Regions from separate parts of the Mus musculus genome. Here regions 1 and 3 are each linked to region 2. The links are chromatin contacts, called in public promoter capture Hi-C maps. All regions are on one chromosome and are shown on one strand. Each heading gives the region's core, a stretch centred on a gene start, on an enhancer-like site or on the middle of the called end of the contact. The rest is flanking DNA. Distances are from core to core; before and after follow the strand shown.

Region 1 (3,578 bases), core at 203-2,702, 220 kb after region 2:
AGAGAAGACTTCTTTGCCCTGTGACTCATTATCTCTATTCCCACCACTGTTTCTCAGGGCAGGCCTATGGTGAACACCATGGGAAGAAAAGAATAGTTTATAACGAAAAAAATAGGCTCATTCAGGAGAGGTATGCTCAAAGCATTATCAAGGTAAAATATGCAGAAGTGCCAACAAGAGCAAACAAAAGCCCACGCAAGAGCTGTGTAAATATTTCATGAAGCTAAGCCTTAATCACTCTCTCTCCAAATCTTTCTGGTGGTGTAAACACTTCAGTTTCTTCCAGTCCTGTCATGACCCAGATTCCATGAAAAAAATATAAATAAATAAAATGAAAACATGGACCTACGGATCTCGAACAAAACTGTTGTGAAAACGGAAGGAAGGCAGCAAACACCTTCAGAAAGGTGGTTCCCAGCTGGATGGCTAGCTAAAGCTCCTTTCTTTCCCAACCCCTCTAGGCTTTTGCCTTTCCCCCACCTACTCAGCTGCTCTCACATCATCCCAACCTTGAACTGCCTACATGCAACCAGTGACCTCGCTTAACACCCCTTCAAAAGCCCTTGAACTCTGATGTGCCTAGGCTGCCTTTCCTCCACCTCAATCTACTTTCCAGTGTCTAAGACTCCTCTTTCCACTTCCCTGTTGCTGTGTACTAGAAGAACATGTCAGGCCTTTGTCATAATGTACCCGGAGACAGGTTTACCACTTCTACTTGCTACCATGATTGAATGTGGTTCCAAAGTTCACCTCTAGACACTGAACATGCTCTACAATGACTTCCCTTTATCATCCTCAGTCGACCTTCCTCGTCTCTCCCTTCCGACCTCATGAAGAAATATACATGCAAATGTATTAATAAATACACACACATACACACATATAATCGAGCATATTGAATACGACTAAGTTTTTACCTTACAGCAAATAATCATAGGAAAATAATAAAGAAGGCAATCACACACACACACCCTTCTTCGAGTATTCGTTGTGTGCATATCTTACTGATTAGGATTTCTAGCTCAGAAGCAGCAAGCGGCTTCTCTTTTTTTTCTTTTTACCTTTGGGTCAGAGCTTAAGGGAGTAATAACCTTGCAGAGATATACATCACCTGCAGGGCGCACAGCCCCTCCTGAGGAGCAGGGTGGCAGCAGCGGCTGGGGACCATAAGCAACAGGCAAAAGATCCACGAACAAATGTGGGACCTAATTCCTCCTTCACCAGCACAGGGACATTGCCAGGCTCCGGTCTCCAAGGCTGGCCACTGGGCCAGGTGGCCGCGGGGGCGGCTCCTTTCCGGGCTTACCTGCTCCGGTGGGGTGTCCCCCGCTGGGCCGCTGTCTGCGCGGTGCTGGGCTTCTAGTCGATTCCCAGCCCTGGCTCTGCCACACTGCTGCTGGGTGACTTGAGCAGTCCCCTGCAGCCAGGAGCCAGCTCTGCGCGATCAGGAACTGAGATTACTATGCCAAGAGCTGAGGCGGCGCTGCAGCGGGGCGGAGACCAGCAGCTTCTACGCTGGGCGGTGAGCCAGCAAGGAGGTGGAGTTCACGTGCGGGCAGATCCACGCCAGCTAGGCGCGCCCCTCCGCTGTGACCAGGCCCCAGTGGCTGAGTCCCGCCTGCACCCAGACAGGCAGCAGCCTCCCTGCGAGCTCCTACCCAGCCAGCCCTCGAGGCCCACAGCTCAGGGAGCCTAGCGCCCTGGGGGAGCTTAGGGGACTGGCTGACTGTGCCTCTGGTGCAAGGGAACCAGTGACAGATGGAAAGTTAAGATGGAGATTAGGGAAAAGGGCTGGGGACCCAGAGAGACTCAGCAGGAAGTCTGGCCCTCACTCCCTCTAGCAATTCACTATTCACTCTGTCTCTGTATAGAGTAGGTGGCTCCTCACAAAGTCTTGTGCAATGATATGAAAGCAAGCAGACAACAGGCGTTTACTATGTTGTGAAATGGACAATGTATTAAGTATTTAGAGTTGTCACTGCAAAATGTTCCGGTCCCTCTCCTGCATTACTAACTCCAAGAGTGTAGATGGCTTTGGAGACAGCCCCTTTGAGCTGCTGCTGCAACACTGTGAAGTCTACTGAGCTGCTGTAGATGGTGCTAAACAACACCACAAGAACTATTATAACTGAGTATTTGTTTGCAAAAATTGCAGCTATAATTCACACAACTACTTATTAAGGGGGTGTTACTCCTTTTTTTTAGAAACTGCTTGAGAGTGGGGTAGTAAGCAGCCTGGCTGGCATTCAAACCTCTCAGAGATATCATCTTTCAGCTACAACTCAGGGCTTACCTAGGGATTCTGTTGAGATGATGTTTGTATCAGAGCCCAAGGATCAGAGTTTTTGTTTGTTTGTTTGCTTGCTTGTTTGTTTTTAACAGATTCCCACCCAGGTCGTGCTGAACAGTCTCAGTCCTTAGGCCAGGGAGTTTAAATATGTTTCTTTGGTGTTGGTTGTAGCTACTTCCTAAAGGTGGATTAAGACAGATTTTCAGAAGTTATATATTCTCTCTTTAGCAAAGAAGTGGGAAGCAGTTCTCAAGGTTCCCTTTGGTTGAAGGAAGAAAGAAATGAAAAGGTTGCCAGTAGCCCTAGGTCATCCCTGAAATAGCTTTCTCAGAGGAGCGGCTGGAGTGTAAGAGCTGTTTCCAGGTTCTTTGCCTCTTAACCAAAGAGCTCAAAGTAAGGGCTCATACTGATTTGTAAACAGAACAAGATGACTTTGTGTGGAAGGAAGTGGCAGTTTGGAGTCCTAGGGACTACAGCCCAGCAGACCACATGAGTGAGTGTACCTAAGTCTAATTAGTGTTTGAGACTCCCTATATTAGGTTCAATAGAAGAAAGATCTGGTAACAAGGGGCAGGACTTGGGTGTCTATTTGATTGATAAATAGGTTTTATGTTCAGTTCTTCTACACACTATCTTTTCTTATACTACATCTTATTTCAATCACATACACACTTAGTTACTACATAATCAACGTCTCTCCTGCCATGTAAGGTAAGACACAGTGACAGGTCGCTATGATCAAGGAGTACATATGGTTTTTATTCTGCCTTCTGGCTGCATGGAGTGAGTCCTGATGCTTCTGCTTAGCTTCTTTCCTCTGCTGGCATTTCAGACTGTTAGACAGTTCCTCCAACTTTAGCACTCACTAGAAAATCATTCAACAAATGAGTTGGCAAGGAATGCTCCCTATGCAGAGGACATATAGGGTTATGGTCAGTACAGGACACAAAAGATTTAGACACCAAGGTGATTTTTGGATGCTCTTGGAATTCTGTCTTCGTAACACAGACGTTCTCACACCTCTGTCCTCAATAGCACACAGACACAAGAGAAATGAAGCCATTGCAAATGCAAACAAATCAGTATGCTGGCAATCCAGTCAGAGAGAATAATGATAAACCAATATGCCAGACACAGTAATGAGCGTTACTGAATGCCTCTTAAACTTAAGCCATTTATAGACAGGAGCTCATGGTGTTGTGTGTAGGATGCAGAATTTATGAAAAATGAAAAACCCTGAAGGTTTTGGAGAGAAAGATCAGAGGTGACAGGTGATGACTTAGCCTCA
Region 2 (3,996 bases), core at 1,403-3,902:
AGAAGTGGGAACAAAACACCCATGGAAGGAGTTACAGAAACAAAGTATGGAGCTGAGATGAAAGGATGGACCATGTAGAGACTGCCATATCCAGGGATCCACCCCATAATCAGCTTCCAAATGCTGACACCATTGCATACACTAGCAAGATTTTACTGAAAGGACCCAGATGTAGCTGTCTCTTGTGAGACTATGCCGGGGCCTAGCAAACACAGAAGTGGATGCTCACAGTCAGCTAATGGATGGATCACAGGGCTCCCAATGGAGGAGCTAGAGAAAGTACCCAAGGAGCTAAAGGGATCTTCAACCCTATAGGTGGAACAACATTATGAACTAACCAGTACCCCTGAGCTCTTGACTCTAGCTGCATATGTATCAAAAGATGGCCTAGTCGGCCATCACTGGAAAGAGAGGCCCATTGGACACGCAGACTTTGTGTGCCCCGGTACAGGGGGACGCCAGGGCCAAAGGGGGGGAGTGGGTGGGTAGGGGAGTGGGGGTGGGTGGGTAAGGGGGACTTTTGGTATAGCATTGGAAATGTAAATGAGCTAAATACCTAATAAAAAATGGAAAAAAAAAAAGAATGGAATAAGAGAACCTATATTTGCTAACTGACAATAATCAAGGGAAATCATAACTACATAGCAAATTGATGCCTTATGTAATCATTATTATTTAATAAATTCTTACCCTGTGGAAAGACAATACATGTCTAAGCTTTTGACATAGCATGCCCATGACAGTTCATGTGTGTGCACATGTGTGTGTGCTGCAGTTGTAACATTCCAGTTTGGCACTACCACTGTCATCTTGAAGAAAGCAGCTGAGGTTCAGACTATGTTATTCGTTCATAGAGAGAAGGAGATGCTCACCAGGCTCATAAGGCACCCACAAAATAGGGCTCTATTAATATTCCCTCATGGAGGGCGTGGGTAGTTCATGTGGTCACAGGTCTTGTAGGGTTCTAGAGGCTTGACAGCCTTTATGATATCGGCATCTGGCTTTTGTTCTTCATGAGGTTACAGAAGGGGTAAACAATTGACTGGGGGTAGATTCTACAAATACTCATCAAACACACTATGGAGAAGGAAATTAGCTTCCAAAAGTGGGATGGGCAAGCAAGGCAGGATTTTTTTTTCATTTTTTCTTCTTTAATACCATAGGCCACAGTGACCCCAGGAGGCTGGAAGAGAGGAAAGCCAGGCAAACTTCCGTTTGGCTAAGAACAGCCTGATTTCTATGAGGTTGGCAGTCTGAAAGCTAGTTCTCCTCTGTTAAGGAATGAACAGGTGCGAGTGTTTTTGCGCACTCCTTAAGAACGAGAAGGGAGAAGGGAAGTTTTTAAAAGCAATATGAATGAAATTGTTCTTTACTAGGAATGGTCATTTGGAACCACTCAGATTGCTTCCTTGTAAGCTTGAAGCGGGTGAGAGTTATGGGAAGTCTACTTTCAGGCAAAACTAGGGCTTGTCCAAAGTCATCCATAGGACAGCAGAGATAGATCAAAGATCAAAGGATTTCCATCCAGCAGGCCAGAGAGTGGAAGGGTGGGACTCTGAGAATAGCAGCACAGAGAAGGCTTGGGAGACAAAAGAGGGCCAGTAATCAACATTCTTTCTCTGCAGAGTGAATGAATGCTTGGTTTGATTTCCCTCTCTCCTGGTGCTAGAATTCTAGAGAAACAAACAAATAAACAACCTCTTCTGAAACAGAATAATCCACATTAGGTTGTAGTTTGTGGAAGAAGGATTTAAAAACAACACCACCTAAAAAACTATTATGCAAGAGAGGGGCTCTACGCTGGGACTGGATACAGGTGGAAGTCTTGAAATTCCCCTTTGACAGCAGGAAGTGGTCCTTATATTCCTGCACCAGCATTAAGGTCATCAGTGCCGACCGTCATGCTGGCTGGCCTCTGGTATCCGGCTCTGTGTTGCCGCAGCCGCAGAAGAGGGCAAAGAGGCTCTGTGCACTCCCTGGGCCTTTTTATTTTTACATTTGATAACTAGATTTAAGAAAAATAACAAGTATCAAGTACAACCTTTAATCTCTTAAATTTCACAGTAGGTATTCCAAATATTTGATTTTTGGCTTTTGGTAATTATATAATTTTTCAAAAAACAAAACAAAACAAAACAAAACACCACAGTGGATTTAAGACTATTCATTTAATAATTTAACTTCATAAAACATCAATACTAAATTGTAACATTGTAAACATGATTAAAATATATCTTAAGCTACTGAAGAAAGAAAAAAGAAAAAAACAACATGATCCTCAAAACAGCACAACTCTCACTTCCTTGGACACAAATATAGGAAAATTACCCAAATGATACTAACAGAACAACCTGTTAGTTAGAAGATAACAGAAGAGAGTCCTTGAGGGAAGATTCCTGGAAGGTTACAGCTGTAAACTCATTAGGGCCTTAAAATATTCCCTGAGTCTTACCAGAAAGAAAACCTTGCTATTATTCCCTTCTCATCTGCAAAGTCCGGCCACCTAGAATCACCCTGCGTCGCCCTCTGCTGGTCTCAGCCGTGAGCCACACGCTGGGTGTCCGGAGGCGGAGCATTGGCCAAGCCCCGCCCCTCCCCCAGAAGCCGCGCCCCCGTCAGCGGGCTCGCCCGCGCATCCCGCCCCTCGCCGACAACACGTTCCTGCGGGGGCGCGCGCGCGCACCTAATCCCCTGCCTTCCGGCTCGGCCGCGCAGCTCCGTTGCGCGCTCGCTCTGCGGTGGCTGGCGGGGTCGACTTCGCTGGGGACTTCCTCTGCTGGCTCTGCGTTCTGGCCGGTCAGGCGGAGCGATGCCCGCACCCTGCTTCCCGGCGTCCCGCGCGCCTGGTGACCAGTCGCTCGCTGTAGGGCTGCGGCCGTGACCCTCTGCCTCCGACTTTCACCCAGCGTCCGGCTCGGAGCTTGCTGGCCGGCGGTCTCGGAGAGGCCCTGGTAGTGTCAGGAGGTAGGCTCTCAGCTCCCGGGTGGTGCCTGCGAGCGTTATTTGTCTATTACCTGTCAGGTTGATAGGTGGCAATGTCCTAGACACAGTTGCAGGGGTAGGTATGAGTTATACGGTGGACTGATACTGAAAGGAAAACGTGTTTGGTATTTTCCTATAGGTTTCAAAGGCTCGAGTACCTCTACCACCCCAGCAGCTACTTCTGTGGTCATGGAGATCTTCTTGCACCAGGATTACTGTATGGTCTTCACCCAGCCTACCACCCCCTAGTTGCAGCCTTGGGTCCTGATTTCCACCAATGAAGTTTTTTATCCTTTCTTGAATCATGTGACATCACTTGTCCGCTGTTTCCCTTTCAGTTGCCATTAGCAATAAGTTCTTTTTGGTTTAAAGTACTGAGTTGTTTGCCTGTCCACTTACATTCTAAGAGGTGAGACAGCTCACCTCTGCTCGCTGTGACTTTCATAGGTACTCATCAAGAGTCCTTGCCTTGAAGAGAGCGTTCACTCACTTGGCTGTCTGACACAGACATCAACAGTCAGGCTGTGAGGCTTCCTGCTCCGTGTTTCTGTCTGTTAAGTGTGCAAGCCCGAGTAAAACTGTTTTCTTGAACGTAGCATAAGAAAAAAAGAAAAAGAAAAAAAGACCCATGGTAATGGCAAAAATTGATCATCATGAGAATGTTTTAGAAACCTCGGTAGGACAATATTGATTCAACTTAGAGCTTTCAGTAAGGCTGCAATTTAATGAAAAGAGCAAGGAGGAAGAAGAGAAACAAGGGTTATCTGGAGCTATTCGTTGTCATAGGAACAGGTTAAGTTCTAAAATGCAAAGGGAAAAACTCGGACTTTCGTTGAAAATTGTTATAACATCCAAGTCTTAGGGAACAGCTGAGGACTCTTAAGCCTCCATTTTCTGGTCTCTTTGTGTTCAAATCTAAGTTGTTAATTGTCTAAAATAATTAGACTAAAATGTTGGGGAAACGTAAACGTGTGGTCCTGACAATTAAAGACAAACTTGACATTATTAAGAAGC
Region 3 (3,501 bases), core at 108-2,607, 230 kb before region 2:
TCAGACATTAGGTGGAAGCTGTTCACAGAGATGGGATCTACTTGATCTTGTCTTTTGCTTTATAGTTTCATCATAGTGTATACTATAGAATTATATATCCTAATAGAATGTATTGAGAAAATAACAGTTATTTGTTATTTGTTAGAGTAACAATTATTTCTAGTAATTACATTATACAGTCACTTTCGGGTAAATATTTGGGGTAAACAATTTTTTTCTTTCAGTGTTTTTCCTAGGAATGGATTACAGACACACACACACACACACACACACACACACACACACACACACACACCATAGCTTACTTACTTGTGTCAAAGGTATTCAATCACCTATGCTTCATGCCTTTGTACTTAAAATGAAGATAGTTAATAACAGTCTCCTAACTGCTGGAAGGATTAGAATTATAAAGTACTTCAAACACAATTATCAAGGCTTCAGATTGTATCAGTTTTCTTAATCATAATTTCTAATACTTACATTGTATCTTACTGAACCCACATCCAGGTATCACTTATTTCTTAGCTTACTGGCTTCTAATTATCCATGATAGGTTTATGAGGAGAGAGTTAGCACACTAGTTTTTTGTGTTTTTACTTGTTTACTAGTTTGTTTTTCCTTTTTCAATCCCAAGGTTAGAAGGAAGATACATAAGTCAGCCTCAGTGTGGCTCTCTTCTCACACGGTCAGGCTGTGTTCTAGAAAGAAACTTTTGGGGGAATAAAGAGATTTTTTTCTAGGCCTATAGAGATGAGTTTATGAAAACCGTGTGTCTAAGAGATTGCTTGTATTCATGCTATCCATGTGCAGTGGGGGAGGGGGGGTGAAGAGGTTTAGGAAACTGATTGTTCCAAAGGAGGTGTGTGTGTGTGTGTGTGTGTGTGTGTGTGTGTGTGTGTGTGTGTGTGTGTGTGTGGTTTGCCTTACAGGATAACCTTAGAATTGAAAAACAAACTAAAACAATCACTTATCATTGAGTCAGGTAAAAAAATGGGATGGTTAGAGATTTAGAATTATTTTTAGATTAGAGCAAGGGAAACAGTTAAATTGAAGTTTTCTATCTTGGCTCTTTAAACAAAGCAGGGGTTATCTTTTCTCTTGAAAGAAACCAAGGGTACAGATAGAGCTACAGCCAAGGAGGGCAGGGAAAGGATCCCTGGGGGTGATATGGAGCTGGAGGCCAGCAACCTAACGCTGCTTTGCAGCTCACTGCCTCTGTACCCTGGACCCTGATGAGCTCTGTGTCCTCACATCCTAGACAGGCAAAAGAAAAAGCCGCAGGCACTCCTACAGTATGGACAACCAGCCTGTGAGGGCCTGGAGAGTTCTATACTGGATCCTCCTCTTTGGCCGATTGGGTGCTTACTCTATATAGTTAATCTCCTCCCATTCTCTCTTGAGAAGGGCTTAAGTTTCTACCAGTGTTTGTTCCTCTTCTTAGGGTCAACAGTGAGCTTCACTTTGCAAATTCAGATGGTCAGATTCCTTCCTTTCTTGGCCTCTTAAGACCTCTGACTCTTGTCTCCTTAAGACACTCAGGTACCTGGTTCGTAAGACACCAAACTTGCTCATTTTTCTCTACATTCTGGCTGCTGGTTATTAAGCTTATTTAATGGGCATATTTTCCCACTGTTTAAATGTAGTTACGCCTCCTTAAGTATCTCTAATTCTGATGACTGTCACACAAGTCTCTAGCTAAGATAGTTTGCCTGAACAGGTCAAGATATGCAATTATCTCTTTGATAGCTCCTCTGCCATATCTAACAGGGCACCTAATCTTATCATACCCTGAATGGAAGCTAAAATATCATTTCCCAAAGTTATGTCTTCTCCTCATAAATCAGCAGTGCCAATTTCCAGCAAGGCCTTTGGTATCATCTTAGTTTAAGCTCTCATCAAGGACCAAGATTATGGCTAGAGTTGCTCACTGCCGATCTGACTTCTGCCCTTGATCATGTGTGTCATGTTCAATTTTGCAGTAACACAAAATTGAAGTAGTTCACATCCTTGCAAAGGACATTCCTGGGGCTTCTCCTCTTACACAGGGTAAAGGCAATTCTGCAGATGATGTTTGAGAATCCAGTTACTGTGCTTCCCCAACCCACGGCCTCTCAATCTGAGATCCTTTTACTATAACGGGCTCTCCATAATTCCTCAGACCTTCCCAGATAAATGGTTGGCTGGGGGTCTTTGTGCCTGCAGTTTCACTTAGGTGCCCTGTTCTATTGCCTCTGGATTTTATAAGCAAAGTCACATTCGCAGGGAGGCCTTTCTCACCACTGCCAAAGAGATTTATGATTTTTCAAAGTCTGAGACTTGGCTTTCTAGCTTAGAAAGAATATGCTTTAAGTTTTAAGACCTTAAAAAAATCCCCGTGAGTTTAAACCATCAGTTTTCTCACACTGGGAACAGTGTTTTGAGTATGTGAAGAGCAGTGGAAAGGAACACTCATTTCTTGAGATCCATGTCTGAACATTATCTCAAAATAGTCTAAGGGGAGATCCTTGTTCAGCTGGTACTGTAATTGTATGCCCTGGCCTCCAAAATTCCTAATATCAGGATTTTGGCTCTCAGAAAAATAGATTTCTAGGTAGTTAAGAGCATTTGCTGCTCTTCCAGAGGACCCAAGTTCAAATCCTAGCAGCCACACCAGGCAGCTGACAACCATTAGAAGCTCTGTCTCCTGGGTTATCCAAAGCATCAGGCTTCCACAGGCACCTGAGCCCATATGCACATACCTACACTTGGAAACACACATCTACTCATAATTAAAATAATACAAATAAAACTTTAAAATTCACAGAACACACACACACAAAGTCAAAGGTCTTTGAGAATACCATCACTTTGTGGAGGAGCAAGTTTACCTGCCAAGTATGCTGGCAGAATAAATTAAATTATTAATTGCAACAAAGCACACTGAGCATATTTGTGTTAATGTGATATGCAGTCCTTGGATGCAGAAGCTGGTGACTAGGGAGTGGTGAATTCTTTCACGTACCAAAAATGAATTAGAACAAGGAGTCTCCCTCTGAAATGTTTTCAAAGGAAGTTCAGACATGTATTTTAAGAAATGAATGTTCCTTTCCACTTCTCTTTATAGTTAACATCTAGAAACTTCACAGCAGTATTCTCTGTGGGAAAGTTGAGGGGTTAACTCATGCTTTTAAAAACAGGATTTTAACTAAGAAGTGTATTCTTTCCAAGCTATAAAGCCAAGCTTCAGACTTTTAATCACCATGAACCTCTCTGGCAGATAAGCAAATCATGGATCAAATAAAGAGTTAATGGTGTTATTTTATCTTATTATTACTCTTCAGGGGCTAAAGATGTAGGTCAGTAGTGATACACATGACTGGGTTAAATGCCTTGTTTGTCTCTGTCTCTGTCTCTGTTTCTATCTTTCTCTGTGAGTTCTTTCTCTCCCTCTCTCCTATGCTCTCTCATACACACACTGTCTCATTCTGTCTGTCTATCTGTCTGTCTGTCTCTGTCTCTGTC

Evidence for each region. Promoter capture Hi-C pulls out the DNA fragments that hold promoters and counts their contacts. Capture Hi-C pulls out chosen DNA fragments and counts their contacts.
Region 1: a contact with region 2 is called in a promoter capture Hi-C map of adipose tissue. The contact joins the promoter of Gprin3 here to the promoter of Tigd2 in region 2. A contact is called at or near these places in 3 of 39 promoter capture datasets (the 3T3-L1 cell line, 3T3-L1-derived adipocytes and liver), 1 of 15 datasets of contacts at CTCF or cohesin (the NIH/3T3 cell line), 9 of 484 Hi-C or Micro-C datasets (CD4 T cells, CD8 T cells, the HL-1 cell line and 5 more), 6 of 115 datasets of contacts at active chromatin or transcription factors (the 230-238 cell line, CD8 T cells, effector CD8 T cells and 3 more) and 4 of 9 other capture datasets (adipose tissue, embryonic stem cells, liver and 1 more).
Region 3: a promoter capture Hi-C map of pre-B cells shows a contact between it and region 2. The contact joins the enhancer-like site here to the promoter of Tigd2 in region 2. A contact is called at or near these places in 9 of 39 promoter capture datasets (the 3T3-L1 cell line, 3T3-L1-derived adipocytes, the C10 cell line and 5 more), 4 of 115 datasets of contacts at active chromatin or transcription factors (the 230-238 cell line, bone marrow-derived macrophages, embryonic stem cells and 1 more) and 3 of 9 other capture datasets (adipose tissue, embryonic stem cells and liver).

Annotation. Positions count from the first base shown.
Region 1 is chr6:59,424,854-59,428,431 of GRCm38.p6, forward strand. Gprin3 (GPRIN family member 3) reads right to left here and starts at 1,453. Exons shown (of 2, transcript NM_183183.3): 1 at 1,307-1,453.
Region 2 is chr6:59,206,218-59,210,213 of GRCm38.p6, forward strand. Tigd2 (tigger transposable element derived 2) reads left to right here and starts at 2,653. Exons shown (of 2, transcript NM_001081145.1): 1 at 2,653-2,964; 2 at 3,122-3,996. The coding sequence starts at 3,933.
Region 3 is chr6:58,979,169-58,982,669 of GRCm38.p6, forward strand. The region is part of intron 5 of Fam13a (family with sequence similarity 13, member A); the gene reads right to left. The region is part of intron 2 of 8430415O14Rik (a long non-coding RNA gene); the gene reads left to right. Among named protein-coding and RNA genes, the nearest start is that of 8430415O14Rik, 16 kb to the left of the region's middle. Within about 2 kb of position 1,358, at least 2 of the 459 cell types and tissues checked have an H3K27ac peak or open chromatin away from gene starts, as enhancers often do.